2 separate regions of the Triticum aestivum genome follow, and region 1 is linked to region 2. A link is a contact called in public Hi-C data. All regions are on one chromosome and are shown on one strand. The core of a region is the stretch at or near the end of the contact, and the rest is flanking DNA. Distances in the headings are between cores, read along the strand shown.

The links. Hi-C and Micro-C count contacts between places; a contact is called where the count stands out from the background.
Region 1: a Hi-C map of an unstated tissue shows a contact between it and region 2, with 6 times the contacts expected there. The contact joins the promoter of LOC123106975 here to the enhancer-like site in region 2. A contact is called at or near these places in 2 of 5 Hi-C or Micro-C datasets (leaf and an unstated tissue).

Annotation. Positions count from the first base shown.
Region 1 is chr1A:130,749,338-130,755,376 of IWGSC CS RefSeq v2.1, forward strand. LOC123106975 (small polypeptide DEVIL 8) reads left to right here and starts at 3,342. Exons shown (of 1, transcript XM_044529023.1): 1 at 3,342-3,871. The coding sequence starts at 3,403. The coding sequence ends at 3,660.
Region 2 is chr1A:130,609,405-130,615,426 of IWGSC CS RefSeq v2.1, forward strand. No RefSeq gene overlaps it. Among protein-coding and RNA genes, the nearest start is that of LOC123106975, 140 kb to the right of the region's middle. Within about 2 kb of position 4,122, at least 6 of the 8 cell types and tissues checked have an H3K27ac peak or open chromatin away from gene starts, as enhancers often do. A contact at or near this core is called in leaf, where this site is marked.

The DNA of each region.
Region 1 (6,039 bases), core at 2,092-4,591, 140 kb after region 2:
GTATGGGATTTCACACAGTTGAAGTTTTACTTAGGTTTGGGCCCCTGTTCTAGGGGTAATACCCTACTCCTGCCTGGATGTTTTCCCTCTTGTGTGAGCCGAGTGATCAAAAAGGATTTGTCCAACCTATAGACTTGAGTGAACTTGTCTAGGTTTCACGCCCTTCTCACCATATATACGGTTAGAAGGTGGAGTTACATGAGCTATTATGAGTCGTGATGTAATAACGATCATAATGATGGGAGTAATAACGATCATAATGATGGTAGTTACTCGTGTCATTATCAGGTCATCACAAGAATCATCTTAATGGTGTCGCGGGTAACGTCCGTCTTGATTGACCATGTCTTGGTCCACTCAGATGGACGTTATTTAGTCGGATGGGCTTTATGGTGTTCAGCTAATGGACTTTATCAAGGCAGACCCAACCGAGTGATTCTCCTCATGAAGACTAGGATTGTGGGCCTAGCTGGGCTAAATCCTTGTCATGGGCCTACCCGGGGATCCTGTCGTGAGCTTGTGTGTACCTTTTAAAAACTTGGTTATGTACTATCATTTGAATGTTGTTTGACGTTGCCAACATGAGTTTATCTATAAAGTCGAACATATGCCTATTCTTTAAAATAAATTATATAAAAACAATACTCATATTTTATTTTTCCTACTTTGCGAGGAAGAATGAACATCCGTTCTAGAAAAGAAATACTCGCATGGACTCAAACAATGATGTTGTTCTCATAGTGTAGAAAATAAGGGTTTCTAATTAAGGATATTTACACCAAGAAGATCATTCAGCTGCCTAAACTATATTAATATTGCTCTGCATCATACATTTCCAGTATGAACTCTGTACAATACTACAATCCTGTGTGCATCCCCTCCCCTCGCGTCGCCTCCCTTGGGCGACGCCAGGGGCCCCCCAACCCTAGCGCCGTAGGCCACCCCTCGCGCCTCCTCTTGCTGCCGCTGCCGCTGGCATGGGCCGCGGTGGCGGCGGGCCCGGCGACGAAGGCACCTGGGCGGGCGGAGGCTGCAGGATTCCATCTGAGGCGGCACGGGCGGCACCTCTCATGGAAGTCCGAGGGCGGCGACCCTATGCCACGCGGTAGTCGTCGCAGTTCCATGGTCGGCGGAGCGGCGGCCCTGAGATGGACGGCGGCGGTGGCAGCGCCCCATCTGGCGGGGTTGGCTGATCTGTGCGAAGATGATGACGGCAGTGGCTGCGGATCCAACGTCCCGATCGGATCCGCCGCGGGGTGGCCTTGCGCCGACCGGCGGCGCGTGGAGGGATCGATAAGGAGATGACGAATCTCCGCCGGAGTACCAACGGCGGTGTACGTCTTCGTGGTGAGGCTTCGCTCTGTTCCAGCCAGCCGAGAGAGATTGGGACTACGTGGTTTCCGGTGAAAATTGCGCCTAACTGCGGTCTTAGCGGACGATGGCGGTGTCTCGGATGTCGTTCCCTTCTCGAGGCGTCGTCGTTGCAGGTCACGTCAACCTGATCCGGATGTTCCTAGGGAAACCCTAGATCTGGGTCTACCGGATCGGACGATGACGACGCTTTCGGTGTCGTTCTCCCTCCTGAGGGCATTGTTTTGGAGCAAGTGTTGGCTGGAGGGGACAAGAGGAAGGACGATGTTTCATCTTGCCCATTTATAGTGGCGGATCTCGGCCGCTTGGCGCAGTGGAGACTCGGCGCCCGATGAGCGAAGATGGACTCGCGTAGGATGGTGGCGTTGTCAGGCATCGTGGTGGCGTCGACGACAGGTAGGCCGAGCAAGGTAGATGCAACAGTACATCACTGATGATGGATTGGTGGCAGGTAGCTGCGGCAGCCTCATACCCGGCAGGCGTCCTGGTTGAGGAGTGCGCCGGACTGGTGAGTGCCCCATACCCGGCAGGCGTCCTGGTTGGGATCTCAGGTCTTAGATGTTAGGTTTGGCTGCAAGGTCTGTTTGGTACTAGGTCCAGACTATCAACATCCCTTCATCATTTGGATATGAGTAGCGACACTTTTGTTGCCTAGACGGTGGCTTCAGTCTTACTATTGTATGACTTTGTAAAAATCTTGTGTGAATAATTAATAAAGCGGCTGCATGCATCGTCTAGATGCAGAGGCCGGGGTCCTTCATTTCTAAAAAAATAAAAAATAAATCCTGCATCAATCATAATCTGGCCATTCAATCCAAGGTGATGGAGTAGTGCCGTACGACTGTCTGTACAAAAACTCATTGTACATATAGCAATGCTCAAACTATATACTACCTTCGCCTTAAAAAGTTTATCTTAAATTTATCAAGATGGATGTATCTGACACTAAAACGTATCTAAATACATCTATATCTCTAAGAAAAGTTTTTTGGGGCGGAGGAGTAGTAGCAAACACAAATCAGGAGCGAGATACTCCTACAAGAGACTAAATTCCTGCTACCTCCTGCGACACATGCAAGAGTTACATTTTTCAATAAAGGGCATTTCATTGAATTGAGTTATCAAGATGATACAGTCGCATCAAAAAAACGTCCAGCCTCTGCATAATCAGATGCACACAGCCAACAAATCCATGGTCTGATAAAACAACAAAATGAAACAGAGCTAAAAAGAATCATAAATCCAGCCTATTATTAACAAAAAAAAAACATGTAATAGTACCATTGCTTACTTTTGATTAAGACCACCTTCACAGCACCCATAATTGAGGGACAGAGCGCCTATGTGTTCCAAATCTTTTTCTATTTTAATCACCTCCAGGCTGTAGATCATACGCCGCAACAGCATCATGTTTTCAACTTAAGTGGTGATTGGTGATGTGACCATATTTTTCTTTCAATATGCATGACCCTGCATCAGATCCGAGTCAGGCACCCTGTTTTTCTACTCTATCCACGTACTTGAGCTAGCCGAACGTCACCATTAGCTAGCGCACTAATCAATAATCATCTGTACTACAGACATATTAGTGCCGAGTGCAGACAAACGTCTCCAAATCATTGCAGTAATGTAATAGAATCATAAATTCCAACTGACAGAAGCATCCATAAATTAGTGATGAGAAGAAACAAAAGATGTACTATGTCACAAGTAATATAATCATACTTTTTTGAGTTTATAAATCATACTTAAACAACACCAAGAAGAACAAACAAGTCCGTCTAGTGTTCTCAATCCGTTGGTTAGGGGGCTGGACGGATTAGAGAAACTAAACCGAGGGTGGGGTAGAACCGTCATTACACCTATCAATGTCGGCTTACAATAACGAGCCGTCGTAATCGTGTGGGTTCGGCTCGGGCCATATAAAACACAGGCCCCTCTCCAGGTTCGCCACACCACGCTATATCCTCTGCTCTACTACTACAGTTGTTCTCCCGTGACAAGTTCGTTTTCTCCTTCGAAATCGCATCCATGGAACTGGCCGCTTCAGCTTCGGTGTCCGTCTGCTCGGCGTACCACCACCTCTCAACGCCGGCTGAGGCCAACGACGACAGCACGCGGTCCCAACCGCAGCTGCAGCGCCGGAGGAAACAGGCCGCTGGCAGTGGCATCGGTGGGCTCCGGTCCCGGTGCCATGCTGTTCTGAAGCAGCAGAGGACGAGGCTGTACATCCTCCGGCGGTGTGTCTCGATGCTGCTGTGCTGGAACGAGCACGACATGTCCGACTGAGCTCACACGAAGGCCCGGTGGTTTTTGTGCGGGCTGGGTCAGGGCCGGGCCTGTAGACCGGCTCGGTCTGTAGGAAGGAATGGTAGAGTGTTTGGTGTATCATATTCCATACTTGTTTATTAACAATTGTCATGACATGAGTTTTTTTTTTAATCTGATGATGTGTAAGTGAATGGGAAATGTGATGACATGTGATAGAATTGGTTGCTTATACCAGTACAACTTCTGGTCTTGGATGGAATTGGTTATCTTTACCGTCAACCGTTAGGCCTTCTTCTTTTGTTCGCATAAATTTTGCAGGGATTCAGAAGGATATGAATTTTGTAGGAAAATTCCTTTGAACCCTTTGATTCATGGGAATGGATTCCTAGGATAGGAAGCAATCATTCGCATATCAAAGGAAAAATATATTAGCCTAGACCCAATAAAGAAATTGGTATCACATGACTCAATAATATTTTTCTTTTTTATAGGAAGTGAGATGCATGTTATCACACTATTTTTCTACTCCCATGGTATTCCTATCATATGTATCAAATGAGGCATTTTTTCTGTTTCATCTCCCCCATTACTGCCCCCCTTCCCCGCACATGAATTGCACGCTAAAAACTAAAGAAAACCCTCAGTAAAAATTCTGGAAAAAAATGCATGCTCTTGTGAGCCTTAGTCATCCTCTCTCTTTCCTGCGCTACTGCTCGAAGTGCCATCTCCGCCACCCCGTAGCAGGAGACGGTTCTGAAGGTGGAGAATCGGAATTAGACTCTGCATTCCTGACCGTCTTCCCTAACTCCTCTCCTAAATAAGGCGTCCAGGACTTGAACTTAAAACTCGGGTTTATAGCAATTTGGCTCGAGAGAGAGAGGAAGGAGGGGGTGGACCCTGTGGAGGCAAAGGAGCGATAGACGGAGCCGCCGGACGAGGAAGTGTCCGTCGAGGCCAATCCAGCATCATCCGATTATGTGTGCTCTGGCTTTGTCCTCTTTGAATTTTCTTTCCTGGTGGCAACAGCCAAACGAGAGTACTGTATAGGCGGTGGTCGCGACCGTAAGCACTCTTTCCTCTCACTTCCGTCTCACATTGGGTCCTTCCCGTATATCTTTTCTCATATATCTGTCATTGAAGTAGAGTGTATCATGATGGGTAAGGACGCACGCGGCTCCAAATTTATTAGAGGCACTGCGAATAGGTAAGGGTGAGTGCAACAACGGTCGTTCATGGCTAACATGCTGCATACATGGGTGACGAGGTTGGGCTTGGCATAGGCATCGACAATCATAGTGTTGATGCAAATGTTACATGACAAGGAGCAGTTCGATGTGTATGCAGGCATGATGAGCAATGGCACCAGTTGGAGGAGAAGATGGAGGAGGAGGTTGTGTGGATGCATCGGGCATGTATGATGCATGGTTGTGTGCATATTCGGATGTGCTAGCTCAAGGTGGTTTTCTATTGTCCTTTTGGGCAGGTTGAAGATAGGATAAGAAATTATGTAGTCGGGGTAGTTAGATTGATAGTTAAGCATGTTGGTGCTAAGCTTTACCTCTTTTTATGGTCAAGAGCAGACAATGCTTAGTTGCATGCTAGATTGCAAATCGAACTCAATAAGAACCAATTTGAATTACATTTTTTTTGTTTAGCTTTGGCCAAATCCTGGTCTGGTACGTCTTTGATTAATAGATATTAGAGTTGCCTTCATGTTTCAACTTGTTTCATTGTCCCTTGCCTTAAATTTTTCATTCTCACTTGTAAACTAATTCATATATCTAATGATAATACAGATAAGAGAAGGGATACATGTCAAGTTACACTTCTTCATCTTGTAGCACATTAAAAAAGAAGGGAAACTTGGGAGTTCTCCTGTGTGACTTTTCAGTTATAATTATAGTGTGTTGCTCCTTCACATGTTATTCAACTTTTTGATATCCTTGTGTTTCAACTCTTGCTTACTAGTTTACATGTTTTTTGTGAAGGAAGCACTAGCTTCATTTGAGCATATGTATTTATTTGCTTGATGGAAATCATTTTTTATTTTTATGTTATGTTTTGTCCTCAGTTTGTGCATCTTTTCTAGTTTTACTTTCAATAAGTTTGGACACTACGAACCAACCTATGGCTAGATGGTTAAGAGAACAATGATATCCCCATCCCACCAGGGTTCAAGTCATAAACTTGACATTGGTGCTCGTATTATTCCTGGATTTATTCCAGGCTTCCGGCGATATTTGTTCAGTGGGAGAAGACGTTCCACCGACAGCGAGGCGCGTATGGTGACTTCATAGAAGATCAAGATGTTATGCTGGCTCAGCCTCTTGAAGGTGCTCATAGGGATAGGATGTGCGTATGTGTGTTTATAGGGATAGGGGCGAATATATGCTCGTG
Region 2 (6,022 bases), core at 2,872-5,371:
CCTTCTCTCTACTGTTTGCATTAGAGTAATGTAGCATGTTACTGCTTTTGGTTAATTCTATCCTGCTGCATAGCATGTCTTTGCTACTACTGTTGTTACCTTTACCTGCAATCCTAAATGCTTAGTATAGGATGCTAGTTTATCATCTGTGGCCCTACATTCTTATCCATCTGCCATGCTATACTACCGGTCCGTGATCACTCGGGAGGTGATCACGGGTATATACTTACATACATATTATATGTGATACATGTGGTGACTAAAGTCGGGTCAGCTCGTAGAGTACCCGTGAGTGATTCATGGATTGAGGGCTTAAAGGACATTTGTCCCGACGGCCCTCTGGGTGGCTCTTTGAGGCAGAGCAACAGGGCAAGTTGAGACCACCTAGGAAAGAGCTGGGCCTGGCCCCTGGTCGGCGTCCGTGGTAACATCAATTAACACGCTTAACGAGATCTTGGTATTTGATCTGAGTCTGGCTACGAGCCTATATGCACTAACAAACTACGCAGGAACAGTTATGGGCACTCGACATCGTGGTATCAGCCGAAGCCTTCTTGACGTAAGCGACTGAGCGGCACGCGCTGGGTTGGACCGCGTAACACAACTTCCTTTGTAATGGAGGTTTCTAGGTCTGCTCACCGGCCGCATATGCAACGTGCGGGTGTGCAACGAGCGATGGGCCCAGACCAACCCCCCCCCCCCCCGCACACTTAGGATTTAGACCGCTGTGCTGACCTCTCTGTTATGCCTAGGTAGGGTTGCGACGTGTTGATCTTCCGAGGCCGGGCATGACCCAGGAAAGTGTGTCCGGCCAAAGGGATCAAGTGTGTTGGGTAATGTGGTGCACCCTTGCAGGGAAGTTTATCTATTCGAATAGCCGTGTCCCTCGGTAAAAGGATGACCCGGAGTTGTACTTCGACCTTATGAGAACTAGAACCGGATACTTAATAAAACACACCCTTTAAAGTTCCAGATACAACCCGGTGATTGCTCTCTCACAGGGCGACGAGGAGAGGATCGCCAGGTAGGATTATGCTATACGATGATACTTGGTTAACTTACCAGGTACTCTCTTCTATATGCTTCAAGATGGAGGCTACCAGAAGCGAAGTCTTTGATATGACTAGCTATCCCCCACTTAATTCTGGCATTCTGAAGTTTAGTCCACAGACACTACCCATTTCATTGATACCAATGCATATGTAGTGTAGATCCTTGCTTGCGAGTACTTTGGATGAGTACTCATGATTGCTTTGCTCCCCCTTTTCCCCTTTCTATACCCAGTTGTTGCAACCAGATGTTGGAGCCCAGGAGCCAGACGCCACCGACGACGACTCCTACTACACCGGAGGTGCCTACTACTACGTGCAGGCCGCCGCCGATGACCAGGAGTAGTTTAGGAGGATCCTAGGCAAGAGGCTTGCTCTTCTTTCGATGTGTATTCCAGTTTGTGTTAGCCATCTTATGGCAATTTGTTTAACTTATGTCTATACTCAAATATTGTTGCTTCCGCTGACTCATCTATGATCGAGCACTTGTATTCAAGCCCTCGAGGCCCCTGGCTTGTATTATGATGCTTGTATGACTTATTTAATTTTAGAGTTGTGTTGTGATATCTTCCAGTGAATCCTTGATCTTGATCGTACACGTTTGCATGTATGATTAGTGTACGATTGAATCGGGGGCGTCACATCCTTCGTCTGCTCTTGTAGCAGTTGAGGTCACCGATCCCTTCTAGCATCAGGGGTCACCGGCGGTAGCGGCGTTGTCTGCGGGTGATGGTTGGTACTAGCATCCCTTCCCCGATCTGGATGCAGAGGAGGGGAAACAACCTCGCAATAAATCAATGACTAGCGACGGCGGACGGCTACAAGCGCCCCCGCCCCCATCTCGAGGAGAGGGAAGAGAAAGGCGAGAGAGAAGAGAAGCTCACATTTTGAGATGGCGAATGAGGAGAGAGAGAAAAGACAAGACACGGAGACACCTCTCGAGTGGAGCCCACGTGCGCACATGTCGTGCCGGGTGAGCTGGCGTGGTGACGTGCGCGTGCGGAAGGAGCATGCGCGAGGAAGCCGACGCGTGGATAGGCCGGTTAGCCGGTTCAGAATATTTACCTATTTACATCGTACTAGATAATTGCCCGTGCATTGTAACGGGTGTAAATATTCTATTGTATGTTAGCTCATGATTACCTTTCATATTAATGTGATTGTTTAAATAATAGTTAAGCAAATCATGCTCATGTTTCTAAAAAAGCAAATCAAGCCCATGATTACCTACCTAAACTAATTTTATTATTTTAGTTGGTAAGAACATATTGTCTTGCCAAAAAAACATAATTTTATTTGGCAAGTTAATAAAAGACAAGGGAGAGAGGGAGAACGTTCGACGAAAGATGAAGTGAACGATAGAACCTTCCGTTCGTTTTAGGTAGGAGAGAAAAGAAGAGATACCACGACGTCAGTTGTATGGTCCGTTAACATCCAAACTAACAATGTATGTATGAGTGAACCATTTTGTGATTGGATGGTTAGGAGGATAGTGATATCCTGTGCCCACCAGAGTTCAAGTTCCAGACTTGACAATCGTGCTTGCATTTTTCTAGATTTATTTCTAGTTTTCCGGCGATGTGCGTTCAATGGAAAGATGTGTCCCCATCGACTATGAAGACGTCTGTGACAACTTCGTCAATCTTAAAATGATATGTCGTCTTAGCCCCTCTGTGGTGCTCCTATGAATAAGGTGTGTGTGCGTGCGTTTATAGAAATGAGTATATGTGTATGCATGAGTGACTGAGTGTGTACTATGTTAAAAAAACAGCATATGTAGGACAAGCCAAAGAGATAGGCGTTGAATCACCCTTAAGGCATGGTCATGGCGTCGCCTCGTACCTGTAGCCCCAAGAGCCAACTAGGCTCGGACGCCATGGTAGCAGGCGTACCGCTGCTTGCAGGTGACATACATTGCTTGCAGAGGAGGCCGGTTCTCCATGGGAAAAAGGAAGAGAAAGGAAAAAGTAGAAGGAAAAAGCAAAGTTGGGACAGATTCGTCATTCACCGTGATGTCGTGCTGTGATGGCTTCAGAAATTGTTACCTATAGTTTCATTTGTTTTCATCTAGCTGGATACATGAGGCAGCACCCCCATTGTACATGCACTTAGAAGCGCCAAAACACGCTCAAAAGTGCCAAGATTGATTCAGCAACAATGGTGCACATACTGGTTTTTATAGGAATTTACAGGATTGACTTTATGTGGCAGTTTTTGCTGATTCAGGGGTCAGATTTCGAAGGGATCAGTGCGTGGATTAAGTTTCACGAAGTCATGTAAAAAGATACCAATCCCCACAGGTCTGCTGTCTGAAGCAAATAAAACAGAAGTGACACACTAAAACGTGGCAGCCAATGGAGGGAACTGCAATCAAGCGGACACACAAAAAAGATAGGAACAACTGGGGTCTACAAAAATGGTCTGGATACGGTGCAAAGTACTTGTGACAATCCCACAACTCTTCTCATGTTGTGGGCGTTCCCGGAAGTGGCAAATACCATCACCACAGGATTGACGTAACGCACGTGACAAGAAACATTATCACGACCAGCAGTAGCAGCACACGAAGACTGCTAAGGTCTTGTACAATGAAAAATGCTTAGAGGAATGCTTAGAAAAATAAATCGGGATTTTTTGAAGTACCGGTGTCTATTTCTACAAAAAAAAAACGTTTAATTAAGCGTCTATCCTGTACAAATAAGCATCAATGCTTTAAAAAAATCTGGTTTATTTTTATAAACACTTCTCCTACTTTCATTGTACAAGGCCTAAGAACGGCACTAGCTCCTGGACGGTTTGGCACCGTGCGTGCCTGCGTACGATCCAGCCAAACCACGAAGGGAAAACGTGGGCGTAACGTAGGAACGCACGCGGGGTCTCAGATTTAATTAAGGCAGGGAGCGAGATGAAGAGAAGATTGGATAAGCAAAGACTGCCCACACGGCCGTACCGCGGGAGAGAACGTGGTGTGCCGGGCGAAAGAAGGGCCGCAGAGCCCCGATCCTCATCGCCCCACACGGCTACACCAGTGTCCTCCTGGCACGTACGATGCTATCCGATGTCGACCATCGTGTGGGCGCGGCAGGCACGATAGGGGCTTTGGGAGTGGTTGTCGCAGATGCATGCATCAGCGGTTGTGTCACATGTGGATGGATGTCGACGGCGATCCATCGTGCCGGCCGGTGGTGCGCCCACGCTTGACCGGTCGCTCTCTCGGTCGTACCCAGCTGAATTTACCTTCGTGTCCCAACTAGTTTGTGTGTACGTGCAATTGAGGAACTTCTGTGTACGTGCAATTGAGGAACTTTTACCTATTCTATTTTAACAACAGAATGATAAATAATGGTATGAATTTTCATAAATATGTGGCCAATTGATCATGACTGTATCTTGTAAAAGCTGGTAACGCTGGTAACTTAAACATCATCTCTGAAGAACGGCTTTAACCAATCTAAAGTTCAGAACCAAGCTACATCAGGACATGGAAATGGACAATGCATAGCCCTAGTGTGCTGCCGCAGGCCACGTACGATCGAATGTCAAGAGTGGGTACTCGAGGAGAGAAAGTGTGATCCAGTGCGAAAAGTTGAAAAAAATGAGACCAGTACTTTTGGGCAGCTTAAAAAATAAGTTGTCTCTCCCCAGTTTAAAAAATAAACCGCTCCTTAAATTTGTTGAGACTTCTAAATTAGTTATCCCATAAAGACATATCCAATGCATAGATCCAGCGTGATGCCCGCACGCCATGTAGGATCAGATGTTAGAAAAGGTAGGTTTGGATGAAGAAGCGGGATCCTCTGCAGGAGGCGGATAGTTCAGAAGAAAAAGTATGATCCAGTGCATAAAGTTGAAAAAGTTGAAGTGGAGAGTAAAAATGCATGTGCAATGAAAGTCTATTTTTTTATAAGGCTCATTGGTAGTAGCTTGCGTTGAGGAGAAAAAAATTAATATAAATGCCTCAAGCTACCTTTTTGTCATGGGGCATCTGTATACATATGTCACCATTGTATATGCCCTAAATAGTTTAGAGAGTCGATGAATAGAAGAAGCAGCTTATGGGATAAGCTGGGAAAGAGACGGCTTATTTTTAAAGTTGTCAAAAGAACTGGCTCTTCAAGTGGTGAGTAGAGATGCATGTCTTGCATGTTTACGGAAGTTTTTATTTCTTATTTTTGATGAGGCCCACTAGTGACGCTTGCATTGGGGAGGAAAAAATCAATATAGTTGTTTGAAGCTACTTTTTCTCGTGGGGCGGTTGTATCTATATGCCACCGTAGTTCATGCCCTAACAAAAAAAAGTTAATTTACAACTAGCCAAGAGCCGCACACTGCATAGAAAAATTCTAAATATTTACCATGATATACCCTTATTCAGTTTGCATATAAAATGTTAAATCCATTCCATGGGTAAAAAAAGTCAAAAAACAACACCAGGAAAATACATGTGGGTGTGGTGCTATACTACATCCTCTATGGTGTGCTGCTACCGGGTTGGTGCTTTCTGGCTGCCGTCTTGATGCCATAAATTTGGAATTTGTTAAATACATTGTTAGATAATGAAAAATATTTAACGAATGATTGCATAAACATTTACTGGTATATCAAAACGCCTTCACGATGTGGATTTCTGGCCATCCGTTCGGGATCACACCGAGGGCTACTTCGGCTTGTGGGCCTTGAAATCATGTTCCATTCTCTTAGCCTTACATTGCTTGCCAAAGGGCTACTTCAGCTCGTGGGTCTTGAAGTCATGTTCCATTCTTGTAGTCTTACATGGCTCATCTTCTAAACCAGTATTGAAGCATGTCAAATGCATAATTGACATAAAAATTACATCGAAAAGTGTGTGTTGAAAATCTATTCCATGTAATACTTGACTGCCATGATAAAATAATGAAAGAAATCAACAGGATGTGATTCCATGTCAAATGAAAAAAATCTTCCAGATAATGAAAGAAATCATCAAGGTGTGG